Linked DNA regions of Sus scrofa: region 1 is linked to region 2. The links are chromatin contacts, called in public HiChIP or PLAC-seq maps. All regions are on one chromosome and are shown on one strand. The core of a region is the stretch at or near the end of the contact, and the rest is flanking DNA. Distances in the headings are between cores, read along the strand shown. Region 1 holds the start of HLTF (helicase-like transcription factor). Region 2 holds the start of GYG1 (glycogenin-1).

The links. HiChIP or PLAC-seq counts read pairs in DNA pulled down with a chosen protein or histone mark.
Region 1: an H3K27ac HiChIP or PLAC-seq map of alveolar macrophages shows a contact between it and region 2. The contact joins the promoter of HLTF here to the promoter of GYG1 in region 2. A contact is called at or near these places in 2 of 47 Hi-C or Micro-C datasets (fibroblasts and heart right ventricle) and 1 of 2 datasets of contacts at active chromatin or transcription factors (alveolar macrophages).

What each region holds. Positions count from the first base shown.
Region 1 is chr13:89,331,537-89,334,928 of Sscrofa11.1, reverse strand. HLTF (helicase-like transcription factor) reads left to right here and starts at 1,915. Exons shown (of 26, transcript XM_003358605.5): 1 at 1,915-2,145; 2 at 3,303-3,392. The coding sequence starts at 2,126.
Region 2 is chr13:89,219,689-89,222,777 of Sscrofa11.1, reverse strand. GYG1 (glycogenin-1) reads right to left here and starts at 1,692. Exons shown (of 7, transcript XM_021069597.1): 1 at 1,481-1,692. The coding sequence starts at 1,487.

The DNA.
Region 1 (3,392 bases), core at 666-3,165, 110 kb before region 2:
TTTAAAGCCTATTTTTAGATTTGTCATTCTCCTGCTAAAAACATTTAGTGACTTTCTATTGCATTTAAAATAAAACTCTATCATAGACTATAAATTTGTATGTTATCTGGCCCTTATCTTCTTTGCTGTCCTCTTTGTGACAATCTCCTCCTTATCCATCAGTCCAACACACAAGACATTGTCCAATTCTCTTTTTTCAGTTATAAATGTTCATTTTTCAGAAAACATTATCTGGTGTGATAGTTCTGAATTTGTAAGTGTTGTGACATTTTAATCAAACTAGTACAAATTACCCTTTTTTAAAACTAAAAATAATAAAGAATGATTAAGTGAAAGTGTTCAAGTAAGTTCAGCTGCTAGGTCTGAGATGTAAAATAGTGACAATATAAACACAAACGTTGACTTTAAATAGGTGTTTTTACTGCATTCAATCCATATTCTTTACCTGTGGGATGGCCTTTCCTAACAGGTGTCAAGTCTTGAATGAGTAAGGTTTACCTATATTGGTACATTTGCAATTTTATCTTTCAGTCTGACGAACATAATTTATTAACTTTACACATAAATCATTTTCAATTTAGGCATTTACTGCCGTATTTTCCAATAGATCGGTTATTTAGATCTGGCACATCAAAAACTGAACAATATTGCCTTTTGCCTCATACTACTTCCAGAAGAAAGTAAAATAACTAAAATAATTTGAAATGCCATTCTCTTCATCTTCCTTCTATTTAGTGAAATGAATAAGTTGCTGCAAGTTTCTTTTCTCATTCTACTGTAGGTTCATATTTACAGATTGTGATAGTTTAAGTTAATCAACAAATGCCTCTTGAAAAACTGTTTCATTGACTGCCTGTCATACCCTGCTGATGGACGTGTAAAATGGACCACTCTTCGAAGGGCACGGGTCAACACTAACCCCTTTCTCAAATACATTTCCTCTTTGGTCCACAAGCAGTTGTGTTACAGTTATATCAAGTCCAAAGCACAGGTCAGGGCCACCACCAGCTTGTTACCCTAGGGCTGCTGCTGCACAAGTTAAAAGGCTCCCAGGGGACAGAGAACCAGCCCTGACAGCGCCTGCGCTGCAGCCGGCCCACTCGCCCACCCACTCAAAGCCGAATTCTCCTGAGTCTCCTCAGACTCTCAAAAGAGGGCGACAGAGCCCTTGGGAGTGCCCCCTACAGTTCCCCACGGAAAACCAACTTCTTCCTGCCCCGCAGGGACAGCAGCTTACCCCCAGGGGAAACTTGGCCACTTCCAGCAGTCACCAATAAAGCTCTTGTGCTGTCATCTCATTTTATGGCTTTCCTCTAGTAGAATGAAAAATTTCTCTTAAAAAAGAGGTGGGGGGTAGGGACTCCATAAATCGAAACTGCAATTATGCTCTCTGAGGCCGGTCTGTCTCATTGGTTAGCTAGCGGGGTTTAAAATGCACATTTTAAGGGCAACTACACGGGTTCACCACAGAAGATGAAGGACAGGATCTCGTTGGTAGCTCCAGGGCTCTTAAAGCCGGGAGCTTATTCAGTGGAATACCCTACTATATGTCACATCAGATGAAGAGAAAATTCGAGGTAGGCTGAGGTAGAGCCTGAAGAATGGGGCTGAGGCTTAGGGCTTGAGGGAAACAGTGCAAAAGACAGTGGTCGCCCTCTGCTTGAGGCGGGGAATCAATCAGAAACGCGAACACCGTAAGCACCGTAGTCCGCCTGCTGGGGCCGCGTGGCTTTCCCGCGCGACTAGCTTGGGGTTGAGGGAGAACCCGGATGGAACCGCCCCTGCAGCGGGGACAGCCCCCCAAGTCTTTGAATCGCTGCGCGGGGCGGAGCTGCCCACCCCTCCGTGCCCTGATTGGTTCGTCTGCGTAAACTCCTCCTCGGGATTGGAGGTAGGCGGTGCCAGTCACAAAGCGTCACTTGTCTCTCAGATTGTTGCTGGAAGGGGTCGGCGTCGACGTCTGACTAGGCTCCCGGCGTCTCACCTTTCTGGAGTGCGCTCTTGCTCGCGGCTCTAGAAACCTGTCCCCGGCTTCTCGGCCGCGGGCCCTGGAAGGAGACTTATCGAGGCCGCTCGAGAACGATCCCGGGCGCCCAAGCGTTCCCCTCGTCACCCACCCAGCGCCATGTCCTGGATGTTTAAGAGGTGAAGGGGGCGGAGGGGGTTGGGCACCGGGGGTAACGGCCTGGCGGCGTCCCTAGATGAACCTGACCTTCCCCGCGTTTCCTTCGCGTTACCCGTGCGAGCTGTGCAGCCAGTGTTCGTCCTGCTGGCGGCTTTTAATAGCTGCGGGAGAAAGAAATGCACAGTTTTGACTGGCGAGGGGAGGCTCCTCAGGCGAATCTCATGCCAGGGCTTGGGGAAATTTCTGTCAAGGGCTGTAAGGGGGCCTGGCTCAAAGCCACACTCTTAGGCCGGGATTGTGACCTGCAAGACACTCATCAGATACCCACTGTGCCCTCGGCATTGTGCTCGGCAGAAAGGGCCGGATAAGACAGCCCGTATCCTCAAGGAGCTCACCGTTGATGTGCGTGCACAGACGTGCAAATATCTATCTGCAGGGGAGCCAGAAGCAGTATGCGCGACGTGCAAGCCAAGCGCTGGGGAAATAGCGTCAGTCCGTTCTTAGGATAATAGAAGCTTCCTGAAAGCCCCCTCTCCGGCTTCCTCTCTTCATTGTCCAAATTGGGTTACATACCCGTTCCAGAAACAGCTCTCCAATTATCTATGGGGGAATTGAGGTTACCCTTAAACCAAGGGAGGGGAGGCTTGATGTCAGCTTCCCATTGTGACATGGTTTGGATACCTGAATAAAATGCGGGGTCTCTTCGAGGAGAATTCACGTAATGGATGTTGGATGTATTACTTGTAAAGTTATAAATGGCTTCATGTATAGATAGTCCTTTATTTGCAAGTCTCTTCCAGCTCATTCTCTATTGAAATTTTGGCATATAATTATTTGCAGACATCACACACATTTTACTTTAAATAGGTGATCATCACTAGGAAAGAGGTTTGTGAACCCTTATTGGGGTTTTCACTTTGAGTACCTGTGGGCAGAAGAGACATTATTGAACAGGTAGGTAGGGTTTCTAGAAACCTGTACTCACTTTAATCCCTGCTTTAACCAGAGGAACTATATATATTAATCTTCATATAGCCCTTCCCACATGAGATTTAATTTTTTGAAATGAAGTGTGAGAAAACAATTGGCCTTTAAGTGTGGTATAGTCTTTGAGAAATATTTGGTTAAATATTGTATTGTTTTCCTGTTTTTTGTTTTTGTTTTGTTTTGTTTTAAGAGATCCTGTTTGGAAGTACTTGCAAACTGTCCAGTATGGAGTCCATGGAAATTTTCCACGCCTCTCATATCCAACTTTCTTTCCACGTTT
Region 2 (3,089 bases), core at 443-2,942:
TGATTCTAGGGCACACTCCATCTCCAAACATTAACGTTAGCAAGTTGAGAGGATCTAAATGAACAGGATGCTGAGGATCAAGCTCTGGTAGGGCTCATTTGGGGTACCACTGCCCAAAACAGGAGTTGGGACATTTTGTCATGAAGTCACTCTCTGTCTTAGGTTTTCTCATTCTTTGTCCATTTTCCAAAGTGAAGGCTAGAAGCAGTGGAAATTCCATTGAGAAGTGAAGGGAAGTGAGAGGTTATCAAAGTGGGCCAGCACACCCCCAGCTGCGGATATGAGGGCCATCTTCACGCATAGCACTGGACTCTCCGCTGAGCTGTAGAAAGACTGGTGTTCCCCAACACTGGAGGGCCACCGGCTCGAGGAAAGCTCAGGACAGGGTCATCAGTCCCTTGACATACCCATCAACCTCTGCCTGTACTTGTTCCTTCAACCCATCACAAAATGGCAACATATCAGTCAGCCTGCCCCAAGGGTACTTAATCTGGGGCATAATGATGTTTTAATACAAAAATGGTCCTGATTCCAGGAGATCATGGGGAAAAGTTTAATAAGGTAAGCAGGATTCAAAGATTTCAGGAACCAGGGATGCGGATGATTGCCCAAATGAAGCAGGACAAATGCTGAGAAGCAGAAGCTAAATCGCCAGACCTAGCAAAGGAACAGGAAAGACTAATGACAGCTGAGTAGGAGTTCACCTTTTTAGAGAAGGCCGAACTCTGAGATACATCTGCAATCCTTCTGCAGTTCAACTGCTGCAATAACCCCGCTATCAGCCTCAAGAGCACGGGAAGGACTAGTTACTTCGGGGCCCCCCGGTCCTTGGGGGCAGATTCGCCAAGCGAAACCTTGCAACAAGTGAGCCGACGCCCTCCCACCGCACAGGGTCGGCTTCGCGGGGGCGCTCGCCGGGCTCCGGCTTCCCGCAGCCCAGCCCCAAAGGCCTAAAAATAGGCTCGGTGTGGCGGCCAGCGCCGGGGCGGGCGGCAGAGGAGCCGAGCCGGGGCCGCCCGAGTCCCCTTCTCGCACCGCCCCTTCCAGGGGTCCTTGCCCGCGGGCGGTGGGGGCGGCGCCCCAGGACCCCGGTGCGCTCGGGAGCTCGGGACCGGCGCCCCCAGGAAGCCAGCTCCCCACCCCCACGCACCCCGCTGCAGCTGCTCCACCCGCCCTTCACGGTGATCGCAGGAGGAAGGGCAAGGAGACGGAAGCAGGAACGGGGGCTGCGGCGGAGGGCCCAGGCGCTGCCTGGCGCGCCCCGAGGTCTGGACGGCCGCTCGGGCCCCTGCGGTGCGGAGCAGCTGCCGACGCAGGAAGCGACACACCCGGCTGCGGCCAGCCTGCAACTTTGCGGCGGTCCCCGTCCTGCCTGGAGCTCCCCGCGGCGGAGGGGCAGGCGTCCGGGGTGAAGGGGCCGCGCGGGGCGCGGAGCCCGCGGTCCCGGGGCTGCTGCGGCGGTGGGCCGCGCGGCGCGTACCTGTCATGGTGCTCCCGGGCGCGCCGGCGGCCGCCGCAGCCGCAGGTTGGTGACTGGAGAAGCCAGGCGCCGAGAGGGAGTGCTGCCAGCAAGGAGGCGCGGCTGGAGCCTAGCGTCCGCCCGGAGAGTTCTTATAGCGGCCGTCACGTGGCCGCGCACGCTCCCGGCGCCCGCTGGTATCCTCCCAGAAGAGCGGGCGGCTGGGGAGAGGCGGCCCCTGGGCTGCGCGACCCAGGTCATCACCAAACCCTTCCACCCCTGGGCCTGGGCTCCGGGTCCACCTCCCCAGCCCGCCTGGTCCCGGTCCTTATCCCCTGGGGCACCTGCCTAGGACCACTGGCTTCCGTGTCCCACATGAACCAGGCTTGTGGAGGGGGATTTGGGGGCGGAGTGTGGCATCACTGGGACAGAAATCCCAAAGAAATCGCGTTAGGGAATCTTACAAAACAAACAAGAACTCCACATCAGTCTAGTTAGGATAATTCACCTGAGTTGCTTGAGTTAAACATAAAGTTTAATTCCACTTTTTTCACCTAGAATTCCAAATCAACCTCTGGGGGCATTTCTTGGTGTTCTCACAATGGTTTTGAGGCCTTAACCGAAAAACAGAATAAATCCTCAGTATATTAGATTCTTAGAGTCCTCTGCCTCACTTAGTTTCATTTAATTCTCTGGTTAATTCAATGAACTGGGTTCTATAGCCTTATTTTACAGATGAGGAAACAGGCACAGAAAAGTTAAATTACTTGTCTATGATCATATCATGTACATGGAGAAGGTAGGATTTGAACCATAGCAGTTCCTTACAAAAGTGACCTTCTCACAGCAAGGCCCTGACATATACTGACTGGTACCCTAAAGCTTAGTAAATTATGGTAAATGTAGTTGGGTAATACAGTTGTTTAGGTTTATCTGTTTCACAAAATGTGAAAAGGTGAATTTGTCATTTTTTCCGGGAAGTTGAGAAATAGCTCACTGATGTGATTACACTTTTCTCCCAATGTCTTCCATCCAGCCCAAACACACTGGGAAAGCAGCTGCTGGTACAATTCTCTGCAAACAATAGTTGCTCAGTAAATGCTGAATAGAAACCAAACAGGAAGTTGACAAAATCAGGTGAAAAAATGAAATCAATGCTGTAGAAGATGATTTGTTTGTAAAGGTGGTATTGCATTCTCAAACCAATTCTATCACTGTGTCTTTAAGTGTAGGCCTGGACCGCCTGGATCAGAATCACTTGGGGGCACTTATTAAAAATGCGAATTTTTTGGTCCCAAGCCCAGACTCCTGAATCAGAATCTTAATGTAGAACCCAAGAATCAGCATTTTAAATGCCACCCTTTGGGAAACTGTCTTGAATCTTTTCCCTCACCCCCACCATGGCATGGAGACCACTGAATCACTTGGGAAGACTGCCTGGTTTCTGGGTATTGTAAACTTCCTTTGCAGGAAGTGGAAATGTGGGGGTGAAGGTGCAATGGATGAGTTTGCACTTATTCAAAGCCTGTAGGCTTAGAAGAGTTGGAGCTCTTTAAGGAATATAAAGGCTATATTGAATTCCACCTACGTGGGGAGGGAAAAACAGAGTGGTGCTTCCAGGTCTGAGTTG